Regions from separate parts of the Sus scrofa genome. Here region 2 is linked to region 1. Evidence: chromatin contacts called from public Hi-C data. All regions are on one chromosome and are shown on one strand. The core of a region is the stretch at or near the end of the contact, and the rest is flanking DNA. Distances in the headings are between cores, read along the strand shown.

What was found. A called contact is a pair of places that touch in the nucleus more often than the background predicts.
Region 2: a Hi-C map of skeletal muscle shows a contact between it and region 1, with 8 times the contacts expected there. The contact joins the promoter of SDHB here to the promoter of ATP13A2 in region 1. A contact is called at or near these places in 1 of 5 promoter capture datasets (liver), 8 of 47 Hi-C or Micro-C datasets (embryonic fibroblasts, epiblast stem cells, heart right ventricle and 2 more) and 2 of 2 datasets of contacts at active chromatin or transcription factors (alveolar macrophages and skeletal muscle).

What each region holds. Positions count from the first base shown.
Region 1 is chr6:75,635,142-75,641,917 of Sscrofa11.1, forward strand. It overlaps ATP13A2 (probable cation-transporting ATPase 13A2), which reads right to left and starts at 3,450. Exons shown (of 29, transcript XM_005665049.3): 1 at 3,231-3,450. The coding sequence starts at 3,240.
Region 2 is chr6:75,676,776-75,684,009 of Sscrofa11.1, forward strand. It overlaps SDHB (succinate dehydrogenase complex iron sulfur subunit B), which reads right to left and starts at 1,336. Exons shown (of 8, transcript NM_001104953.1): 1 at 1,265-1,336. The coding sequence starts at 1,336.

The DNA of each region.
Region 1 (6,776 bases), core at 2,200-4,699:
TGGGGCAGGGTGGGGAGTTTCACACCCTTTAGGGCTGTTCTTGGGCTGTTTCTGGGGAGTGAGGGAAGAGAGCACCTCGGGGTAACAGGCACTGACACGGGCCAGGCAGTGTTCAAGGACTTCACCTACATTCATTTATCAATTCCTCACCACAACCCTATGCAGTGTGTCCTGCCTACTTTTATCCCCACTTTAGATTAGGAAATCGAGGCACAGAGAGGTGAAGTAAGTTGCCCAAAGGCCACAGAGCCTGTGGGACGTGGATGCCGGCAGTGTGGCTGCAGGGCCCACGCTCTTAACAACACTGCCACCGTCCCCGCCGTCATCTCCATCAGTAACTGTGCTCCTGGCTCTCTGCCAAGGGCCTTAGCCTCGCTGGGCTTCTGTTTCCCATCTCTAGGGTCATAATGCCCAAGCAGCTGGCACACGCGGGGTTTGCAGTTCCTGAGGCATGGGCCTCTGCAGATGGGCGGTTGCTGGCTCCCTGCCAAAGAGATGTGGCTTCTGCTCTGACCCATTTCTCAGGCTCCCCTCCACGTTACCATCACCCTGTCTGAAAACCCACCGCTGTGCCACTGGGCCCCTGTGTGTACTCAACAGCTCCTCCCTCTGCCTTAAAACCCTCAGACCAGCAGCCGGCCCTGGCAGCATGTCCAGCCAAGCCTGGGCAGGTCCCTTTGCGCCCACTGATCTGATTTGCTCCCACGACCATCACGCAACGCATCCCATCTTACAGAGAGACCTGAGCCTCGGGAGAGGCAGTCTGCCTGTCAATTTGTCTCGCAGCTGGAAAGGGCCTTCCTCCAAAGTGCTCTCTGCCCACCTGAGCCCCATCCGCTGACACCATCACATCAGACTGGCACATGTGTCATCACCCTCCTGTTCAGAGTGCCTGGAATGGGGCTGGGACTCAGGAACCCTTTACTGAATGAATGAACGAGTGAATGAAAGCCCGTACACCTTGCTGGTATTACAGAGTGTGGAAGCCACGGCGCTGGGAGTCACTGCGTTCGCTCCTGCCCTGGCTCAGCTGTGAGGGGCACAGGGAGGAGCTGCTTCTTCAAAGGCCCCACCCGAGTCCATCACTGGCTGGCTTCTCCAGGATCTACACAAAATGCTCCCTCTGGGAGTTCTTTCTTGTGCCTCACACACACCCATCGCTTCATGACAATGCTCTACCAGTCAGCCTGGGGAAGAGGGAAGGGAGCTCGAAGGAGGAAGTCACATCTGGGGAACCCTCTGGTATCCCCAAGGTCAAGCCCAGGGTACGCTCTTGCAGAACACCTGTCAGAACACTCGGGAAGTTCCTGCTGTGGCACAACAGGATGGGCAGCGTCCCGGCAGCACCAGGATACAGGTTTGATCCCTGGCCCGGCACAGCGGGTTAAAAGATCTGGCAATGCCACAGCTGCAGCCTAGGACGCAACTCTGGCTCGGATCTGGTCCCTGGCCCAGGAACTCCATATGCTGCAGCGTGGTCAAAAAGGAAGAAGAGAAAACACAAAGAACAAAAAAACACTCGGAAATGCTTGTTTATCTCAATTGGCATCTCAGTCTCCTCCAGGATGGCACAGGAAGGTCAGGCCAGCGTCTGATCTCTCCTGAAGCCGGCTCAGGCCAGCTGCTTGGGATGAGGAAGCTTTCGCAATGACTGTATGACTCTTTTGAACAACAAGGGCTGATCTTCACACATAACCCTTCAGGGACTAGTATCATCCCATTTTACAGCTGGGGAAATTGAGGAACACAGCGTCACACAGCTTCAAAGGGGAGAAGCTGGAAAAAAGTGGGTCTGAATGAACACATCCCTCTTCGTTCATCCTCACAGCCACCTCGTAGAAAGTATGGATGATGATCCCCATATATTTTTGCCTTTTTGCTTTTTAGAGTCGCACCCATGGCATATGGATGTTCCCAGGCTAGGGGATCGAATTGGAGCTGCAGCTGCCGGCCTGCACCACAGCCACAGCAATGCCAGATCTGAGCCGCATGTGCGACCCACACCGCAGCTCATGGCAATGCCGGATCCTTAACGCACTGAGTGGGGCCAGGGATTGAATCTGCGTCCTCATAGATCCTAGTTGGCTTTGTTACTGCTGAGCCACAGTGGGAACTCCAGGATCCCCATTTAAAACAAAGCACAGAGAGGTTAACCTGTCTCAAGTCACACAGCTCTGAGTGGTCAAGACTGGACTTGAACCTAGTCTGACTCCACGGCCCTAGGGGCAATGCCACTGGCGCTGCAGAACAGAGGGGCTGGAGTCAAACCATTTGGGAACCTCTTGTTTCCTGCGGAAGCACGGGTTTCCTGCTGGTGACCTGGCAGTGGCTCAGGGCAGCACTGCCGCCTCCCCCTGCTGTGTTTCCCTTGTGGCCAGAAGCTCCTCTCCTCTGCTGGGCTAGGAGCAAGAGGGACAATCTGCCAGGAGCTCTGTGAATCTTTGGATCTGGACTATTTCCTCAGTACTTCCCCTCCCTCAGCCAGGTTCACTCTAGATTTTGATTAGTGGGAGTGGTGCTGTGGGGGGGTAAGGTGGGAGATCTGGAGGGAGAGGCCTGAAGGGTCTGCAGCTGTGGAGAGGATGCTCCAGCATTGGTGGCTCTTGGCTGAGGTCTGGGCTCTGAGCAACCCACATGGAAATGAGACCCTTCTGGATAGGAGAGGTCTATTGGCCTCATTTGCAGCAGGTGGGATTTAAATTAGCTCCGGAAAGGGTGGACCTGGAATAGGTAATATGGAGGGTGTGGTCTTGGAGCTGGGGGCCTGAGGCAGGAGTTCAGGGGTGGCATTTGGGCTCCGGGGCACTCCCATCCAGGGACTCGGGGAGCCTTGGCTTCTCCAACCCCATTCATTCATTCAGCCAAGAGGAACAACTGCTCCGAGGACCCGGATGCAGAGGCCTCCGCGCCTCTTCCCCAACCTGGACGTCAGTGCGGGAGGGCGTCCAGTGGGAGGGAGGCATCTCTGCGTGCCCGGCCACCGACACCCCCACCCCCACCCCCGGCCCCTTGCAAGGCGCCAGGAGCTTCCTCGTCCAAGGCTCTGCGCAGCGCCATCCCCGGCTCTTAGCCTCTCTGGAAGGGGGGAGGGCACGGGCGCAGTGATACCCCCGGGATCGCTCCTCGGCCAGCAACCGCGCAGTGGGGGTGTCTACCCACGCCAGGTGCGACGACGCGCGGCCTGGGGACCGCGCCCCCCGGTTTCCTGTCTGCAGGGGCTGCGCACTCACCTGCGCTCATGGTGGCTCCTCGCGCTCATCGCCGGGCCCAGGCGTCGCGACGCCCCGCGATGGGGACCAAGGCGGAAGGCCGGGGGGGCGCAGGGCGCTGCGCGGCTGGGCGGCCAGGGAACCTGCAGAGCCGAGTGGCTGACGCGGCCGCCGAGGTGCCGCAGTCGAGATCTGAGCGCAGCCAAGCCCCGCCCCGCCCTCTGCGGCCCCAAGTCCGCCCGCGCGCCGCCTGGGCTGCCGGGACTTGTAGTCCGAGCCCCCCCCGCCACGCTCCCTCCTCCCGCCAAGCCGCAGGCAGGGACTGAGAGATAACGACAGCCCTGGGACAGACGCATAGACAGAGAAGGGACATTGAGGGACTCCGACAGGACAATCCGCAGACACGAATGAACACACAGACACACACTCAGAAATAGCCCTCAGATGCACAAACACAAGTACACCCACCTCTCCCGCCCCACACAGGCTGACTACAGAGTTGTGACACAGAGAAACAGACACGACAATTCTCAGACACGCAGAATTGTCTCAGGGAAACAGGACAACTTTGGTACACAAACACACAGGTACACAACAACCTCAGAGGCACACACAAAGGCTAGACTCTCAAGACACAGACACAACGCACAGAGGTGATACTTAGAGACAGAGCACACCCAGTAGTGTGACACTTAAAACACAGGTGTAACACACACACCCACCTCCACCGTCACACTCTCCACACATGGAGTCAGCCCCGGCTGCATATTATAGTGGTTGAGGATGATGCCTGCTGATTCAAGCTGGCCTCCATCTCTTCTAGGCTCTGGGACCTTGGGCAAGTCACTTAACCTCTCTGGGCCTCATTTCTTTTTTTTCTTTTTTCTTTTGGGAGGGGCACACTAGAGGCATATGGAAATTCCCAGGCTAGGGATCGAATCGGAGCTATAGCCTCTGGCCTACACCACAGCCACAGCAACATGGGATCCGATTGGCATCAGCAGCTCATGGCAATGCTGGATCCTTAACCCACTGAGGGAGGCCAGGGATGGAACCCGCATTCTCATGGATACAAGTCGGATTCATTTCCACTGAGCCACAAAGGGAACTCCTCTGGGTTTCATTTCTTAACCTATAGGAGGATGATGACATTAGCAATCCCTGCTTGATTATTATGAGGCTTATGTGAGAAAAAGCATGTAGAGCACTAGGGACAGTGCTGGTTCTGCTGGATAAATATTAAAGAAAGAAGACATTTCTGCCCAGAGACTCACAGAGATATGCATGGACCTGGGGAGGCTCTGCAGTGATGTACAAAAGGCCTCTCAAGGAGTTCCCATCGTGGCTCAGTGGTTACCGAATCCGACTAGGAAGCATGAGGTTGCGGGTTTGATCCCTGTCTTTGCTCAGTGGGGTAAGGATCCCACGTTGCTGTGGCTCTGGCGTAGACCGGTGGCTATTGCTCCAATTAGACCCCTAGAATGGGAACCTCCATATGCCATGGGAGCAGCCCCAGAAAAGGCAAAAAGACAAAAAAAAAAAAAAAAAGCCTCTCAAATGCCAGAGAAGGAGTTCCCATTGTGGTTCAGTGGGTTAAGAACCTAACTAGTATCCATGAGGCTGAGGCTTCGATCTTTGGCTTCGCTCAGTGGGTTAAGGATCTGGCATTGCCTTGGGCTTCAGCGTGGGTTGCAGATATAGCTGGGACCTGGCATTGCTGTGGCTGTGGCCGGCAGCTGCAGCTCCTATTTGACCCCTAGCCTGGGAACCTCCATATACTGCAGGTATGGCCCTAAAAAGACAAAAAAAAAAAAAAAGCCAGAGAAATAGCAGAGGCATGACCCGATTTCAGAAGCCTCATAGCATGACCATAGACACACCTGCACAGGTGGGAAACAAGAAGGCCCCTGCAGGGCACATGGCATTGCCCCATAGTGACAGGTACAGACATGGCATCCCTTGACCCTGGGGTGGATGGCTTCTGGACTAGGATCTCCAAAGGATCAGAGAGCCTGGGGAGACTCTGGGGCAAACCCAAGAAGGATCACATTAGGGCCAAGGATAGGTGGCCTGATCCATCATCATGTATCAGGCTGATTTATGCAGTGCCAGGTGCTGTTCTAGGAGGGTGAACAGAGACATGGGGAGCAGCCAAGGTAAGCAGAGGAAAACCCCAAAGCAATGTGTGGGAACAACCTATGGTGGAAAGGGCTGGAAGGAGACAGAGCTGCGATGGAGAGTAATGGTGGAGAGGAGACTCGGAAGGGAAGCAGGGAAGGCCTGGACCAAGAACTCAATACATACATTTGATAAAGGAGTAAGTATTGCCAGGACTTGTTGATGGAGGGGATGTAGAGATTCAGGGATGGAATCAAAGATGCCCTTCCCCTGGGGGTTTGGTCTGAGCAGGTGGGGGGCCATTTGCTCAGCTGGGGTAGGCTGCCAGTGCAGCAGGTTGACCACCCGGGGGATGGGGTGAGAGGACCTGCTTCACCTGCAGATACCCCAGTGGGAGCAGCTACTTAACTTCTCAGAGCCCACATCTCCTCCCCCAGGGCTTAGCCGGATGCCTGGCAGAACACTTACCAGGGGAGCCCCAATTTCAGTGGTAAACAGGATGGCTAAGTTTGCATAACTGGTTTGCTCTAGATGACCTTCCCAAGAGGCAGTGTAGTACAGTGGCACGGGGCTGGGCTCCAGCACCAGGGAGACCTGGGCCTGGATGTACATCAGTTGCTTTTTTGCTGGGTGAGCTAAAAAAATTCACTTTCCCTCTCTGAGCCTCTCTCCTCATCTGTAAAATGAAAGCTGTTGGGAGGATGAAGTGAGGTGGCAGGAATTTGGTAGATGCCGGCTGCTTTTTTGAGATCCTGGCACTGGGCTAGAAGCTTCATAAAAGTGGGACCTTAGGGACTGCATCGCATGACTGCTTTGTCATTCTTCCTGTTGCAACGTGGCATTTAAGAGACTCCTTGGAGACTCCTCGGGGAAGGAGCTGCACCTGCTGCTTGGTCCATGGTCTTCATGGGCAGGAGGCCAGAGGAAGCTTCCTTTCAAACCACAGAGGATGTGGGAGGCTCTGCATCTGCCCAGGGTTCCCTTTAGGGAAGCGGCTCTCACTGTGGTCTTCTGGGTGGTCTGTGGGCTGGGCTGCACTCATCTGTGGGCTGGGCCCATGGGAGATATTCCCTTCTGGGGCTGCTGCTCCCTTGGGGCCCTCAGGAAGGACATGATCTGCCTGGTCCTGAAACCAGATGGGATTGGGGGTGGGGGTGGCCAGAGAAAGAAAACCAGGTATGGCTTTCTTGACTTAAGAGAAGCCATTTTTGGGAGTTCCCATCGTGGCTCAGTGGTTAATGAAACCGACTAGGAATCATGAGGTTGCAGGTTCGATCCCTGATCTTGCTCAGTGGGTTAAGGATCCTGTGTTGCCGTGAGCTCTGGTGTAGGTTGCAGACGCGGCTCGGATCCCGGGTCGCTGTGGCTCTGGGGTAGGCCAGCGGCTATAGCTCTGATTCAACCCCTAGCCTGGGAACCTCCATATGCTGCAGGTGCAGCCCTAGAAAA
Region 2 (7,234 bases), core at 86-2,585, 40 kb after region 1:
ATTCATTCTTGGAGGAGGGACCTGAGCTTCAGAATGCACTCTCATTGGTGGGACTCTCACAACCTAACTGCTTGCTCAGCAAGTATAAAAGAGCTGTAAACAAGGTCATTATCAATCACCAATTTAACGCTCAGCTTAAGATGCTGGTAGGCAGTTTTCATCCCCAGCCCTACTTCTCAGAAGGCTGCGAGATGACCTGTCTGAGTTCACATAGAGCATATTGCAAAGAGCTGGTGTTAGAAGACTGGCCATATGCCAGCGAATATGTTCTCATGGAGGTGCAGGAAGAGGAGGGGAATTCATAATTCTTGTACCTCTATTGTGGGCAGATCTATGCTAGGAGTTTTTCACATACAAAGATCAAAACACTGGGGTCTGGTCCTGGATCAACCCATTCTTGGCTGTGATATTTTGAACAAGTAAAAAAACAAACACAAAAAAACCCAAAACACCACTTTCTGAGGCCTCAGTTTTCCAAACTCTAAAATGGAGGTAAGAATTCCTGCTTGTCCATCTTACAGGGTTTTTTCAGGAGCCCAAAGGACGAAAAAGATTTGAAAGGGATTTACATACACAAATTGCGATGGCAATTTCCCTTCCTCCCATTTTGAATGCAGATCACAAGTGTGTAGCTTCCTGACAACTCAAGGGATGCACCCTGAAGAACGTAAATAAGAGCAGTGCCAAGCTCGATAAGGTCGGTACGCCCTTTACAGGTAGAGATTCAGAGCGGATGACTCTGCTTTACGAAGACTCATATCCTCAGGGCATCAAGCGGATTACCTTCCATTTTTCTGTTCCCTTGGCCCCAACAATTCACCCGCCCTTTCCCTCTTTACTGAGCACCCTGGAGGAGTGACCTCGCCTCCCAGTTTTATCCTTAGCGCTCCGGCAGGTCTGTCTTTCCCAAAGGAGTCAGAAAAAGGGCTCGGAGGCCAAATGGTCGGATTCGAATTATGCTTCCCAACAGACACTCGCTCGCCATGTGACCTTGGGCAATTCCAGTTCCCTCTCCGAACTTCTCTTTCTTGTGTCTAAAAAACCCTCTCCGCCCTGACCAATTCACGGGCTGCAGAAAGGTGCAGAAAGATAACCGGCAGGAACGCTCCCGACCAGAGTTAGAGCACTGCGCGGGTGGGAGCGGGTTGTCCTCCTCGAGGCCTGGCCCTGTGCTCCCTCAGCCCTTCCGCTGCCCTCCCCACTGCAAGCCGTCTCCGTGACCTTCATGCCTGGCTCGCCCCCTCCGCCCGGGGCGGGTGCTCACCTGCAGGCAGGCTCCGCCAAGGGTTGTGGCCGGGAACCAGCGTTTCAAGGAGACCGCGACCACCGCCGCCATTTTGGTTTCTGACGTCGAGCCCCACCCCTTCACCCCGAGGGCACTCTCCGCCGCTGTCCCACCGAGCACCGCGGCGCCGAGCCAGCGTCCACCGAGGACCCGCTAGCTGCTCAGAACCACCGAGTGGGAGGTGGCTTCCGGTTTCCCGAGTGGGTGGAGGGAAGGCGGAGAAAGCCTGCAAGAACGGGCGTAGTTGCCGTGGGCCGGACGCATGCCCACTTAGTCTCCCGCGTTCGAAGGTGACCTTCCCAGAGGAAGGGGCGGAGCCAGGGAGGGAGGGCCGTGGTAAGGGGTGGGGCTACAGCCTAAGTGGGCGGAGCCATTCGATCTTCGTCCTCTCCCGATTTTTAACCCCTTTCTTCCTGAAAATTTATCTATCATGTCACTCAACTGCGGTTTGCCCGAGACTGACCGGGTTTCAGCACTGCTGCCTCCCAAGAAACCCCTCAGTCCGGGGCAAATCAGGAATGTTGGAGTCCGAGGGGACTTCAACGATCAAGGGCAAAGGTGTCATTCATTCAAAAATACGTATGGAGCACCACTATGTGCCAGGTGCTGGGTACTACAGTGCGTGAGCAAGCCGGGCACCGGTGCCGCCCTCACCAAACTTACCAGACAATTGTAATACGGTAAGTTCTGTTCTGTAAAAGAGGAGCGAGAAGGGAACCCAGGATGGCTCAATCAGTCAGTTAGCGTTAGAAACCATTTCTTGAACACCTACTATGTGCCAAGCATTATGATTCATCTTAATACTCAAAGCAGTCTTTTTATGAAAGAGGTGTGCGTATTTTAACTTTTCTTCTTTCTTTTTTTTCTTTTTTGACTTTGCCTGTTTTAGGGCCGCACCCGCGGCATGTGGAGGTTCCCAAGCTAGGGGTCTGAGCCGCATCTGCAACCTACACCACAGCTCACGGCAACGCGGGATCTTCAACCTACTGAGCAAGGCCAGGGATCGAACCCACAACCTCATGGTTCCTTATTGGATTTGTTAACTACTGAGCCATGACAGAAGCTCCTTAACTTTCTATTTCAGTCATATCAGCTGCTTTATCCAGACCTCTGCATGGGTTATCTCAGAGCCCACCTCACTCTGGGAACTCAATTACCTGGGCAGGTGTGGCTTTTGTCCTTCCTGTCTCAGTCTCTTCAGTCAGCTCTGGCAGTTTATGTAGTTAGCTAACTTTGCAGTTCCCTGTATCTCCCAGGATGATGTTTTCCCTTCTTGGCCCACTTGCTTTTGTTTTGTTTTTGTTTTTGTTTTTTAGGCCTCCCCATAGCATCCCTGGCCAAGGATCAGATTTGAGCCACAGACGTGACCTACGCTGCAGCAGTGCTGGATCCTTAACCCACTGTGCCGGGCTGGGGATTGAACCTGTGTCCCAGGACTCCAGAGATGCTGCCAATCCCCATGAGCCACGGAGGGAATTCCTGCCCACTTGTTTTCGACATATAAAAGTCACCTTTTAAAAGAATTGAGGTTAGGAGTTCCCGTCGTGGTGCAGTGGTTAACGAATCCGACTAGGAGCCATGAGGTTGCAGGTTCCATCCCTGGCCTTGCTCGGTGGGCCTGGGATCTGGTGTTGCCGTGAGCTGTGGTGTAGGTCACAGACGTGGCTGGGATCCTGTGTTGCTGTGGCTCTGGCGTAGGCTGGCTACAGCTCCAATTAGACCCCTAGCCTGGGTACTTCCCTATGCTGCGGGAGCAGCCCTAGAAAAGGCAGAAAGATCAAAAAATAAATAAATAAAAGAATTGAGGTTGTAGTTGATGTACAATATTATGTTTCAGGTGTTAAAGATTATGTTCCATTTATAGTTATTATAAAATATTGGGTATATTTCCTGTGTTGTACTCTATATCTTTGCAGTTTATTTATTTTACGGAGTAGTTTGTACTTCTTAATCCCCTACCCTTGCTTTTTTTTTTTTTTTTTGCCTTTTTTGGGTTGCACTTGCGGCATATGAAGGTTCCCAGGCTAGGGGTCAAATCGGAGCTACAGCTGCCGGCCTACACCACAGCCACAGCAATGCCAGATCTGAGCCACGTCTGTGACCTACACCACAGCTCACAGTAATGCCAGATCCTTAATCCACTGAGCAAGGCCAGGATTGAATCCACGACCTCATGGTTCCAGTCAGATTCATTTCCACTCTGCCATGACAGAACTCCTCCCCTACCCTGTGAAAAGCACCTTTGTATAGTCTTTGGCTTCCACACCCATATAATTTTTTTTTTTTTTTTTTTTGTCTTTTTGCTATTTCTTGGGCCGCTCCTGCAGCATATGGAGGTTCCCAGGCTAGGGGTCTAATTGGAGCTGTGGCCGCCAGCCTACGCCAGAGCCATAGCAACGCTGGATCCGAGCCGCGTCTGCAACCTACACCACAGCTCACGGCAACGCTGGATCGTTTACCCACTGAGCAAGGGCAGGGACCGAACCCGCAACCTCATGGTTCCTAGTCGGATTTGTTAACCACTGCGCCACGACGGGAACTCCAACACACCCATATAATTTAGATGCTCCTGGAGAAATTAAGATGGCCAGCTGAATTGGTGGATGGGGCTAAGTTTCTGGAGTCCTGGACCAGAGCTGCCATGTGGCCTCAGAGGAGGTATATAGTGAGGCCACAGGAAACAACCAGGACCTCTGGGCCTAACCTTGAATCTTCCCCTTGAGGCTGTGTGACCTTGGACTAGTCCCTCCCCATCTCTGGTCTTTAGTTCCCTTGTCTGTAAAATCAGGGTATTAAAATCAGCTGATTTAAGATTCTGTGAGGAGTTTCCAGGTGGCCTAGTGGGTGGAGGATCTGGCATTGTCACTGCTGTGGCCCAGGTTTAATCCTTGGCCCAGGAACTTCAAATGCAGTGGGTGTGGCCAAAAAGAAAAAAAAAAAAAAGATTTTGTGGAGTTCCTGTGGTGGCTCATCAGGTTAAGAACGAATGTTGTCTCTGTGAGGATGGGAGTTTGATCCCCAGTCTTGCTCAGTAGGTTAAGGATCCATTATTGAGGCGTATGTTGCAGATGCAGCTTGACTCTCATTTTGCTGTGGCTGTGGTGTAGGCCAGCAGCTGCAGCTCCAATTCAACCCCTAACCTGGGACCTTCCATATGCTGCAGGTGTGGCTGTAAAAAGAACAACAACAAAAAAGATTTTGTGATTCATCTGGCTGCCTTGGGGGTAACTGGTGACAGGGCTCAGGTCACTTGTATTGCCGAAATGTCGCCTGCTGCTGCACACTGAAGCCAATTAGAAACGGAGAGACAGAGTTGGAGGAAACAGAAAAATTAGCTTTAATTGCCAGGCAAAGAGGGGAACACAGCAGGCTAGCCCCTCAAGGACTGTGGCCCCCACTTAGAGGGGATAGTGAGAAGTCTTCCAGTGTTTGAGGAGCAGGGCATGTCCAGCTCTTGGACATTTTCCTGATTGGTGAGTGGTGAGGTGATGGGCAGTCAGCGTCATCAACCTTCTTTTTTTTTTGCCATTTCTTGGGCCGCTCCCGCAGCATATGGAGGTTCCCAGGCTAGGGGTCTAATCGGAGCTGTAGCTGCCAGCCTGCACCAGAGCCACAGCAACACGGGATCCGAGCCTCGTCTGCGACCTACACCACAGCTCACGGCAACGCTGGATCATTAACCCACTGAGCAAGGGTAGGGATTGAACCCACAACCTCATGGTTCCTAGTCAGATTCGTTAACCACTGCGCTACGACGGGAACTCCCCATCAACCTTCTTGTTCTGGTCTGGGGTCCTCGTGCTTGTGGGCAGCATACAGTAGACTTCTTTCACCTGGTGGGGACTTTAGCACCCCCAAAACAGCTCCAGGGGCGGGCTCAGAATATCATCTACAGTCTTTGAAGAACTGAAGGTCCTTGACTTTGTTGAATGGCTGAATTATTATTATTTTGTCTTTTTGCCTTTTTCTAAGGCCGCCCCGAGGCATATGGAGGTTCCCAGGCTAGGGGTCTAATTGGAGCTGTAGCCACTGGCCTATGCCAGAGTCACAGCAATGCAGGATCCAAGCCGCGTCTGCGACCTACCCCAAAGCTCTTGGCAATGCCGGATCCTTAACCGACTGAGCGAGGCCAGGGATCGAACCTGAAACCTCGTGGTTCCTAGTCGGATTTGCTAACGACTGAGCCACGACGGGAACTCCAAATGGCTGAATTATCATTACTGTTTTTCCTCTGTGTTTTCTTTCACTTCTCTGATTAAATTGGTTCTTTGACTAAAGTTTTTCTATAGCTAAAAGGCAGGAAATGAATCCGACTAGGAACCCATCGTGGCACAGCGGAAATGAATCCAACTGGGAACCATGAGGTTGCGGGTTTGATCCCTGACCCCACTCAGTGGGTCAAGGATCTGGTGTTGCTGTGGCTGTGGTGTAGGCTGGCAGCAACAGCTCCGATTGGACCCCTAGCCTGGAACCTCCAGGTGCTGTGGGTGTGGCCCTAAAAAGACAAAAGACCGGAGTTCCCGTCGTGGCGCAGTGGTTAACGAATCTGACTAGGAACCATGAGGTTGCGGGTTCGGTCCCTGCCCTTGCTCAGTGGGTTAATGATCCGGCGTTGCCGTGAGCTGTGGTGTAGGTTGCAGACGCGGCTCGGATCCCGCGTTGCTGTGGCTCTGGCGTAGGCCGGTGGCTACAGCTCTGATTCAACCCCTAGCCTGGGAACCTCCATATGCCGCAGGAGCGGCCCAAGAAATAGCAACAACAACAACAAAAAGACAAAAAAAAAAAAAAAGTATCCTAAAGCTTAAGGACTGAGTGTCAGAAAAGTATACACCACCTCTTCTTGGAGTTCCTGTCGTGGCGTAGTGGTTAACGAATCTGACTGGGAACCATGAGGTTGTGGGTTCGATCCCTGGCCTTGCTCAGTGGGTTAAGGATATGGTGTTGCCGTGAGCTGTGGTGTAGGTGGCAGACGTGGCTTGGATTCTGCGCTGCTGTGGCTCTGCGCAGGCCAGTGGCTACAGCTCCGATTAGACCCCTAGCCTGGGAACCACCACATGCCGTGGGAGCGGCCATACAAAAGGCAAAAAAAAAAAAAAAAAAAAAAGGCAAAAAAAAAAAATTAAAAAAAAAAAAAAAAAGGCAGGTGGAGGACCTGGTGGGGGGGGCCGGGGGAGGTCCACTCTGGGACGGACTCACAGGGTCCTGCTCGGTTACACCTTGACCTTTCACTGGAGCTGATCCAGCCCTGGCATCTGCCCCAAGAGGCTACCCAAATGATTGAACTCATGGAAAGACTGTCACCCTCCCTCGAGTCCTCCTGTCCACATTACCTTCTGAGGCGAAGGAAGAATGACCTCTCCCCAAGGGCTGTGTTTCTGGAGAGCTGGTACCTTGGGCATTTTCAGGGTTCTTTCATCTCAAAGGCAGATGCCACTCCTAGGTTAGCAACGACTCGTCTACTTCGTCCAGGTCACCTTGGAAAAAGCAGTCTGAGGCCAGCAGTAGTGAGACCTTGATTTATGGAGGGACTCTTGGTGCCAATGAGCCCTCGCGCCTTGCAGTCATATCATTCCTGGGCTTCGTGGGGATTTGGGGAGCTCAAATTTATGGAGAAATAAATTCCTGGGCGGCTGTACCTCCGCCCTGAACTTTGGGATTCTAGAAAGGCACAGCTGCAGGCGGACTTAGAGCTTTTCATGGCCTGTTCCTGACATAACTTCCCAAGGTGTCTTTGTGATAAGACCCAAAGTTTTTTTGGTTTGTTTCCATTTGTCTGGCTAGTGAAGTATTGCTTTTCGCTAGTCAGCTAGACGCTTTATGTTTACTCAGAACCTCATCACTTACAAATGTGTTTATATAAACAGTCGCCTTTAGTCCTTATAACAACCCTTCTGGGTTGGCATAACTAACTCCATTTTACAGACTTTAGTCTTTTGGATGATGAGAAAG